Linked DNA regions of Mus musculus: all the other regions are linked to region 2. A link is a contact called in public promoter capture Hi-C data. All regions are on one chromosome and are shown on one strand. The core of a region is the stretch at or near the end of the contact, and the rest is flanking DNA. Distances in the headings are between cores, read along the strand shown. Region 1 holds the start of Abhd2 (abhydrolase domain containing 2). Region 2 holds the start of Acan (aggrecan). Region 3 holds the start of Isg20 (interferon-stimulated protein).

Region 1 (3,050 bases), core at 136-2,635, 220 kb after region 2:
TCTGAGGGATATTTTAGAGGGACTTCTGGATCCGCACTAAGTAGCCTTCAAAGGCTGCTACTTGCTCACATTGCTTTGTTTGTTTGTGACAAGGCCTCATTGTGACAGAGGAGGACTCATTATGTAGCTTCAAAGTAAAGCAATCCTCCTGCCTCAGCTTCCTGCTGGAATAACAAACAGGAGACCGGTGCTGGCTCCTCCTCCTTGAGTTGGCTCATGCTTTCCTTGTCGGGGTCCGGAAATGTATTAAGAGAAAATTTAACATTGCTTCAAATCTAAATTCCTTCCTCTGGCTATGTGTTCCTTCTGTCTCCTGCCTCTTCTCTTGGAGCCACACTGCGTGCCTTGGCAGTGTGTCGGTGGCTGCCTCACTGGAGCTCCCTTTCGGGTTGTCAGTATTCTCTCCATCAGGCACGTGCCGTTGCGAACAGAGCCTCAGGTTCACAGAATGGTAGAACCCAGTCTAGGTGCATGGATGGAGAGGGTGAGTGATGAATAGCTAGTCTTGATAAACGCCCGTGGAACACCACGCACTGTACTGATCTTCTATCAGCAACCAGCACTTACCAAATATAGTCAGTGAGAACTCTAAAAGGCTAAAAGGCACGGCCAAGACTGCAGTCTGACTTCAAAGGTCACTTCTTCCAAGTGGCCTCCAACCACAAGGGCTGGTTAAAAGCTGAAAGATCATAGGGACTGTAACAGGTCCATAAAGTCCTGCATGTTCCCACCCACTTCCCTAGCTGAAAGAGGTCAAAGGCTGCTGCCTCCACCTCTTTGTCGCCTCCACCTCTTGCTTTCTGGTTTAGTGACTCACCACCTCTGCTCTACTAAGTTAGGACTCCACACTTCAAACACCTACGTCCTGAGCTACAGGTTCATCTTCCTGGGCACACCAGTGCTGAGAACCCCACGGCTGGGCTATCTCTTTCCCCAGTTCATCTCTATAAGACTCCGGACCTTTCTGCCCCAGAACTCAGAAAGCCATCACAATAGGCCCTCTCCTCTACTCCGTATCATCAACCATCAAACATAACCCATCCTTTAGCCGGCTCCCCTTATCCCGCCCCTCGGGGAGGACCTTACCCAATAGCATCTAGGCCCACTGGCTAAAGACATCAAAAGTAACCAATTATAGGAGAATTGCCCGCTAAGAATCTCCGCCTCCACCTTGAGGAGCAGTCCTACTGACCAATGGGCCACCATATAGACGCAACAAGCGCGATGAACAAATAGAGTGGCGGCTGGGTGATCCAATGGACACTGGGAGAGCCTTGCTTGGGGGCGTAGCAGAGGCGGTCGTCAGGGGCGTGGCGGCAGTTGCCTGGGCGGGGCCGGTAGCGGCGGGAGCTGCGCTGGCCAGGGGTTCCGGCTGTATTTCTATGAGCGCAGCCGGCAGCTGCGGAGCTGCGGGAACCGGACTCCGGGCGGGTTGGACTGCTGGAGTCAATGAGAGAAGGTAAGACCTCGGCTGGGCGAGTTCCACCAAACAGGGATCGCGCCTTGGATGCGTCGGGCCAGAACCCCGAGTTACCCGGTCCCCAGCGTGGCTCGGCCCATCGCGCCGCAGCTTGAGTGCTCCGGATCCGTGGGGACTGTTTGGGGGACTGTCACCTGGCACTGCGGGGATCTAGAGGGCCAGCTTGTCTGATGACGGGGCAGCCCAACCCATTGGTGGGATACGCCTTCCTAAAGGTCCTTTGTCCTCTCCTGCTCGAGGAACCGAGGTTGGGGACAAGGCCGACGGAGGCCTCCTGGCTGCCATCCCTCGCTCTGATCAATGCTGAAGTCTTGGTCCTGGGGGAGGTATCTGGCCGGCCAGACTCAGGGTAGAGAGTGCAGGATGCTGGAAACCTGAAAGGGCCTGACTACAAGCCCTTTCGATGGGCCGATGCATTTTGGGATCCCGGGGCTCACCTACGACCGATGGGTTCAAGTTGTAGGGAAGCAATTTTTGACCTACTTGGAGGCGCACTTTATTGAGCTTGTGGGGCAACTGTTCTAGGTGCTTCGTGGGCTTTCCCCACAAGATCTGTCCAGCAGCGCCCCGGGCTGCCTGCCAGGCCGAGCAGCCAGAGCATCGACCTTGGAAGTGCCTAGCCAGAGGCCAGATGATAGCCACCTGTCTGGGATGCTTAGGAAGGGGAGAATTGTATGAGCCATCTGTGAGGCCCTTCTCCATCCACCCATGCACTCTGAACAACATTTATTGACTGTATCGAGGATGGGACTTACCGGAGTTGGCTAGATTCCAAGGGGATGTTGAATACACCCATAATGATCTTTTTTGAGGTCTTAGCTCTCAAATGCATGTGTGCATGCCTGCGTACAAATGGAATAGATTATATTGAATGCTGAGTTAATCAAGTGGTTCACCTTAAGTGCGCAGTTGGGGGTTCCACTTTCTGGTTCCTCTTTTGTGGTGCCCTCACCTCCAGCTGGTCAAGTTTTACCTGGCCCAGAGGCAGGTTCCAAGAACAGGCTTGGGAGAGATTGCAGGATTGGCAGAGTCAACATGATCTGTGCCCAGAGCTTTTCAAGGACCATTGGGTTACAGTCACACTAAGCAGAATGCATTTCCCCTCCTCACTGCCTCCCCTCATTTGCTTGACTAGGAAGGACATAATCCTCTGAAGGTCGGGAAGCAGAAGAAATAATTATAACCCGCTTTACCCAGGTGAAGATAAATGAAGCTTTGTCCGGGTAGGCAGCCAAAAGCAGCTCAGTCCACGCTGCTGGCGGTCAGCATGATATTTAGAAGCCAAAAGGCTGATGCTCATCTAACTCTTCCCCCTTATTGTACGGATGAAGAAACCTAAGGCCTGGGGTAGTCACAGCTGGCTGGTCATCACAGGGTCAGGACTAAGAGTTGTTCCATCCCTTGAACCCTAGGTCTAGGCAGGACATGATTTGAATTCTACTTCCGGCAGAGTTCTCATTCTTGAAGTTCTAGATGAGTCCAGAGGGGGTAGAAGCTCAGACTTTGGCATCTAAGTGCTTGGGTTTAAATCTTCGTTCTGCCTCTTCCTAGCTGTGTGACTTGGGGCAAG
Region 2 (2,995 bases), core at 196-2,695:
GAGATTGATGTTTCTAGAAAATAACTCATAAGATTCCACTCTATTCTTCTAAAAAGCAAACACACTAGCCTCTGAGCAGCGCTGACTACCATTGAAATGTGCTGACTGTGACCCAGAGCAGCCAATATACAGGTGGGAAAGAAGGCAGGCCACCCAACAGAACACCTGAGCCACAGCCCACCCTGGGCTTCACCCCCTGTACAAGAAAGAAACAGTCAAAGAATGCTCTGGGCCAGGGCCAGTCCCAAAGACCACTAGCCAGTGAGGTATGCACACAATTCCAGCATAGTCAACCTGGGGAAACTGAGGCACATCACTTCTGACCTCTCATCAAGAAAAAACTTGGTCGGTTCTCTCTGTAGTCTGCAAAGAACCCACTTCTTGCCCAGTGAGAGATTCGGGAGATTTCCACTGCACTGCCTGAGGCCACTGTGCTTTAATGAGAAGAACACCCGCTTCCTCTCAAGGCCAGCAGCGGTCTGAATCCCCAGCCCCCAAACACACTGCAGCTTGCCCAGCTAGCTGCTCCTGTGAGGGGTGACCTTGACTTGAAGTTAGCCCCAACTTGCTGGACAACTCCACCACTTTCTGAGCCCCATGGTATATGTGAGCATTGTTGGGAGGTGAGAGGTAGTGTTGTAATATTTAACTTATTGGACTCGTTAGAGAAATTAAAATCACTGTATGCTGCAACTAGCTTATAGAAGGGATCCAAAGACTCTTAGATTTTTCTTTTTCCGGGAAACAAATTTATTAAAGAGTGTTGTAGAGGCCAGGCCGTAGCGAATTCCTGCTTGAGATGTCCTTGGTCTATGTTGCGTTTTGAAGACACCCCTCCCCGCGCCCTCAGCCTTGTGCCTTGTGCCTCTGTAGCTGCCTCATCTCCTCTCTCCGCCCTTGCGTCTCGGGGTACCCCACCCCCAAAACTTTCCAACAGTGTTCTATGAAGATTCTTTCAAATCGCATTCCCAGAGTAGGGGGTCGTCCTGTGCGATGGCATCTTTCTGGGTATCAGCTGCAAATCGCATCCCGATACCAGGGAAACACCCCGACCCCAACCCCAGCACCGGACTGCTACCCTGACAGCAGGAGCCGGGTGCCTTCGGCACTCTGCGGGCGCAGCCCTCCGGGGCCGCCTGGACTGCGGAGCTGCCGACCGCAATGCAGACGCGGGCCCTCCAGTGCTGCCCGCACAGCTTTCCTCCGCGGCCCCAGGAGCTGCGGGGTCCGCGCTCCTCTCGTGCCCTGCGCGCCCGGAGCCTTCCCCAGCTGAGCGCGGTCCCCAGCCCGGGTCCTGCGCGCTCCGGACGTTTCTGCCTTCCCCTCCCCCCGCAGATTGGCCCCGGGGGTGGGGTTTCCCTGTGCGCTCGCCCCCACCCCTCGTGTGTGCCCTCCCCTCCCCCGCCCGCCCCTATGTATGTGTCACCGCGCACCATTCCCGCCCACCTACCTCCCCGCGGTGCCAGAGGGGCTCACAGAGCTGAGGACGCGTGCGGAACGGCTCAAGGTCCCTCACTCTCTCTCCGCATCCTCGCCGGCTAGCATCTGACGCAGGTGCCGAGGGAGTTCGGGCACCTTTCTGTGTCCCTTCCCTTCATCGACCCTGCTCCGAAACCTAGTCAGCCAGCCACCACTGCGGCCACCGCCCGAGGGGACTTGCGGAGAAGACGCCGGCGGGAGAAGGGGTTCGCAGGGCCCCCCCCCCCCCGCGCAGAGCATCCCTGCTGCAGCGCAGCAAGACCCGGGGCTGGCAGCCCCCAGGAATCCCTAGCTGCTTCGCAGGGATAAAGGACTGAAGTTCTTGGAGGAGCGAGTCCAACTCTTCAAGGTAAAGAAAAGGCTCCTTCTCTCCAGGGGAGCTCTGTCCCAGGGCATCTGGGAATGCTGCTGAGGACAGGCGCCTAGGTGCTGGGGGTGGCGTGCCTTGGTGCCCACATTGGGTATGTGTGTTGAGACTCTCACGACCTCCGCTGCATGCACACGGAAGTTGAGCAAACTCAACTGCTGCCCGGACTCAAAGTGAATGGGAACACGTGGAGGGGCTCCAGCTCTGAGTACACAGAATTAAGAAAGACCAGAGATTTTTCAAGTTTAAGGTATGGGGGCGCTAAACTGAAGTGTAGAGCGAGTAGCAGTTTTAAAGCCAAGGAAATGTGGGTTCAAATCCCACTCCCCCCCCCAACGCGCCCCCCCCCCCTGTCCTCTGGGTGCCCCATAAGGCTTTCATCTTCTCTTGGGAAGGCCAATTGACCAGAGAATCAACAAAGTTACATGAACAGCTGATCAGATAGGCGGCAGATACCTGAGAAAGGATGAGAAAACTCGTGGGTCCCATTGGGTTTATGGCAGGGATCTCAGGATACTCAAAGCGGTAGGAAAGAGGAGGAAAGATATCAGCTGAGTCTGGGACAGGGCTACTGCTCCCAGGGGAGATCGGGCGTTTGTCGAGGTGGAAAGAAGACATGGGGATGCAGGACGGTCCCGAAGTTTTTCCATTTCTGCGCTTTTCTGCAACCCTTCCAATACCAGGGCTGGGTGGGAGGGTGACAGCGTGTCAGTAAGCTGTGGGTGTGGAGGGCTGTCTGCTTCAGGAAGAAGAATCCCGCCCAAATTATTCGGACTTGCTGCTGCCCGCAATCCGGAGCTAGGCTCTGGAGCGGGCATTCACTAGTCTCACTATAGAGCATCTCAGGTCCCAGAGGTTTGGTGGGCATGTTAATTCCAGTTCTGTGGGGTGGGGAGTGTCAGTGGGAGGCAACGGGAAGATCTTCTGTGAGGTAGCTTGCCTTGGTGCTTCTGCCTCTGGGTGTTGCAGTGGGCTGGTGTCTAGACCCTGAAAAGCACCTATGGCATCTCCCCTAGGGAAGGGAATCTACAACAATGCAATGACTTTTTACAGGTCATTGATTTAGGGACAGAGTCAGAATTAGGGTCTAGATTTTTGAGGCTGAAGTCAGCTCCTCTGCCGATTTAAGGGAAGAGAAGTCACCGCCTT
Region 3 (3,391 bases), core at 206-2,705, 140 kb before region 2:
GCATTCCTAACATCCACCGTGAATAAGCAGTTTGGACAAGCAATGGCTGTTTCCTTCAAGGACCGCCCCGGGGGGCAAGCCTTTGTCCTACAGAGCAGTGCTCAAGTCTCCGAAGCAGGTCTGAAACTAAGCCGGATTCCCTGTTTTTAGCCCCACCCCACCCTCATCCCTTCAACTCTTGGGGTTTCCATGCCCAGGAGTTTGAGAACCACAGTTTCCGACCCAGTGACAATGAACTGGGGCCCCTATCTTAGGTTTCATTTCCTCTCCCCTGAGCGGTATGACCCACAAGCCCCGCACCCCAGCGGAGAGAAAGGAACATAGCCTAGCGCCTCTGTGTTTTATCTCCCCGAGTGGCAAAGCGAATGCAGATCCATATATATTCTTCCTTTGGCCTCTCTCTCTCTGGTGTGTTCTGCAAGCGCTCCCCTCTTAGAAAGCTGAGTCTGTTTCTGATCCGCGCATACCTCAGTTTGTTTATTAGAATACTGAACGTTCCCTGCGTGTTAGGAATAAGCAACAGGGGCTCCATGATTCAGGGGAGGAGTTTTCTTGTCGCTATGAGAGACCAGCCAGGGGCATCCAGAAGAGTCCAGAGCAGAGAGGAAAAGCAGCAGACTGCCTGCCCATGGACAGGACCATCTCTCAGGAGCAGAGAAAATAGGAGTGGGGAGCTAGAGAAGAGAATAGTAAGAGCGGCAGGGGGTAGAGTGGGGATATTGCTGGTTTTAAGGAAAACGGACGGGGCTGAGGTGGAAGGGCCTGGGAGCTAGCAGAGCGGAGGAGTCAGGGAGGTGAGAGGGGTCAGAAGGCCAGTGCAGAACAGGTACATGTGAACATGTGTCATGTGAAGGAGTCTGCAGGCTAGCATGGGCTGTCATGTGGACCCACAGAACTGTTCTGACAGGTTTCTGAGGAACTCTTTGTGAGAACTTTGAGCTATACACAAGAAACCCTATAGTCCAGCTTGAGCTGCGGGCCAGACTGTCATTTTGGACAAAGACAGTGGGCCTGCCCTTTATTTCAGGGGGCTGGGGAGGGTTCTTGGAATTTTTCCTTTTGGACCTAATAATAGGTATCACTCTAAGGATTCTAAGTCCCAGCCCAGGAGACTAGAACCCAGGAGGAAGAACAGCCTGGCTTGAGGCCCTCTAAAGGTCTGCTGCTGTTTGTCAACTCTCCCAGGTAGAGTCTCTGCCCAATGAGGCACCAAGGACTAGACCCTCCTCCTCCCCCAACCCCTTGCTGCCCTTCCCAGTTAATGGTACCAGCATCTCAAGAACTGCTTGCTCTGTCCTCAGAAAACCTCCCAGGGTAGCACACTGACAGCAGGTCCCAGAAGTTGTGGGACCTTCCCCAGGCTCCAATCCCGGAGATGTTTATTCTCTGGGTGGAGGGTGAGAAAAGCAAAGAAAGATGTTGCAATCCACTCCGTCCACGTCAGACACGTCATCCGAAAGGGAGGAGTAGGGCAGGGCCAGAGGAGGGACAGCCTGACGCGGCCACCAGCCCTGACTCAACCTGCCAGCCCCCTTACCTGGCCAGCCTTGAGGAGATGGAACAGCCCAGGCTACAAGGCCTGCCCCCACTCCTCAACTTCCCTTGATAATGAACCAGAAACTGAAACTAAAACAGGCAGGCTCCCCGTTAGAGATGAGTCACTTCCCAAAGTGACTGAAGTAGCCGAGAAGTGGAAACAGAGGGGCAGAAGAGAACCCAGGGCACTGAGACAGGTGAGAGCAGGTACCAACCACATAGCTGCCCAAACTGGGAGGCAATGGGAGGGGGCTTCGAGGTGGGACAGCCAGACAGGACCAGCAAGCTCTGGGACCTATAGCACACAGAAGCTGAAGGCTGGCAAGAGGCCAGCTTCTGTTGCCAGGTGGCACTGGAGATAATGGGCAGGGCTCAGGGTGTAGTTTGGCAGGGTGGTGGCCCAGGATGCCTGGAGGGCTGTTGGTTCTTGACTGACAGCCTGGCTCTCCCCCACCCCCCACCTCCCCATCCTCCAGGGCTTTCTGAGGGTCGCCAAGGAGCATGGCAGGCATCCCAGAGGTGGTGGCCATGGACTGTGAGATGGTGGGGCTTGGGCCTCAAAGGGTGAGTGGCCTCGCCCGCTGCAGCATTGTGAACATCCATGGCGCAGTCCTGTATGACAAGTACATCCGACCCGAGGGAGAGATCACGGACTACAGAACCCAAGTCAGCGGGGTCACGCCTCAGCACATGGTGAGGGCCACGCCATTTGGTGAAGCCAGGCTAGAGGTAAGTGAAGAAGGAGCAGGAGTCGAGGCACATTTGTCCTTCCACCTCAGCTCCTTCCTAGGGTCTGTGGTCTGTGACTCTCCCATGAGGAATTTCTCACATATTTGAGGGAGGGAAGGACTCTGGGTCTCCCTATCACAGCCCTCAACTAAGTTAGTCTCCCCACCACCAGAGAATCTTAGGCTCCCATCTGCAGCTGTTTTCAGGGCATCTTTCTGGTCCAACTTTCCGGTCTTATGATGGGGACATTGAGTCCCACCTGATGTTCCTTCTCTTCTACATCGCACTGCTCTGGTGAGCCTGTGAAATGAGGTTCTGAGGCTGAGCTGGCTCTGACTCAGAGGCCAGAGGCTCCTGGGCTGAAGGAGACTGTGTTCCCAGACTGCGTGCTCTGGGCCACTGAGGCCCGAGGTTCTTACCCTTTAACCTTGTGTCCATGTCTTCCAGACATGTAGGACACGGAGCTGAGCACTCTAAGGGCTGCCCATCCTCCCACTGGGCCGCCAGATAGATCAGGCTTGCTCATCCGCTGTGTGGCAAGCAGCCAGGCTCTGCTACTGCCCACTGGGTGGAAATCCCAGTACCCTGATGGTGCTTAGCAAACCGCCCCCCACCCCCCAGATTGCCCAAACACTAGTAGCACTTGTCACACTTGTGCATGTGCGCTCTGGGAGGGATAGGTAGAGGGGCAGTGTGCCAGGGCCAGTGGGCAGGAGTTATGTGTAAGTTTATTTGCCTGCCGTATGGGATTTTCTGGGCTTATTTCTGTGTATGACTTTCCTTCAGGGCTTCCCCAGCCCCGGGAGTTCCATTCCCCATCATTTGTTTGCTTGCTGTTAAGATAGGGTCCCATGTCGCTCAGGCTGGCTTTGATCCTCCTGCCTCTATCTGCCCCAAATTCTGGGGTTTACAGGCATGTGTCATGGTACCCGGTTTATATGGGCCAGACGCTAGGTCCTCCAATGCTAGGCAAGCACTCTGCCAGTTGAGCCACACTCCAGCCTTAGTTATTAATCTTTAAAGAGGACTATGAAAGAATTTGCAAATATTTAAAATGGTCAGAGACACTTTGGGCAAAGTCATTGGCTCCTGTGTGTTTCTGTTGCTCTCTTTTGTAGAATCCTGG

The links. Promoter capture Hi-C pulls out the DNA fragments that hold promoters and counts their contacts.
Region 1: a promoter capture Hi-C map of embryonic stem cells shows a contact between it and region 2. The contact joins the promoter of Abhd2 here to the promoter of Acan in region 2. A contact is called at or near these places in 2 of 39 promoter capture datasets (embryonic stem cells and stem cell-derived epiblast-like cells) and 2 of 115 datasets of contacts at active chromatin or transcription factors (both in embryonic stem cells).
Region 3: a promoter capture Hi-C map of embryonic stem cells shows a contact between it and region 2. The contact joins the promoter of Isg20 here to the promoter of Acan in region 2. A contact is called at or near these places in 21 of 39 promoter capture datasets (the 3T3-L1 cell line, 3T3-L1-derived adipocytes, the C10 cell line and 13 more), 3 of 15 datasets of contacts at CTCF or cohesin (the NIH/3T3 cell line, embryonic stem cells and hippocampal excitatory neurons), 21 of 484 Hi-C or Micro-C datasets (B cells, the NIH/3T3 cell line, the P5424 cell line and 8 more), 17 of 115 datasets of contacts at active chromatin or transcription factors (cardiomyocytes, double positive thymocytes, embryonic basal ganglia and 7 more) and 3 of 9 other capture datasets (adipose tissue, embryonic stem cells and liver).

The regions. Positions count from the first base shown.
Region 1 is chr7:79,271,881-79,274,930 of GRCm38.p6, forward strand. Abhd2 (abhydrolase domain containing 2) reads left to right here and starts at 1,386. Exons shown (of 11, transcript NM_018811.6): 1 at 1,386-1,459. It overlaps Gm31510 (predicted gene, 31510), which reads right to left and starts at 1,149. Exons shown (of 2, transcript NR_169073.1): 1 at 1,087-1,149.
Region 2 is chr7:79,051,781-79,054,775 of GRCm38.p6, forward strand. It overlaps Acan (aggrecan), which reads left to right and starts at 1,446. Exons shown (of 18, transcript NM_001361500.1): 1 at 1,446-1,828. It overlaps Gm26633 (predicted gene, 26633), which reads right to left and starts at 1,543. Exons shown (of 3, transcript NR_132432.1): 1 at 1,451-1,543.
Region 3 is chr7:78,912,310-78,915,700 of GRCm38.p6, forward strand. Isg20 (interferon-stimulated protein) reads left to right here and starts at 1,456. Exons shown (of 4, transcript NM_020583.5): 1 at 1,456-1,733; 2 at 2,013-2,265. The coding sequence starts at 2,038.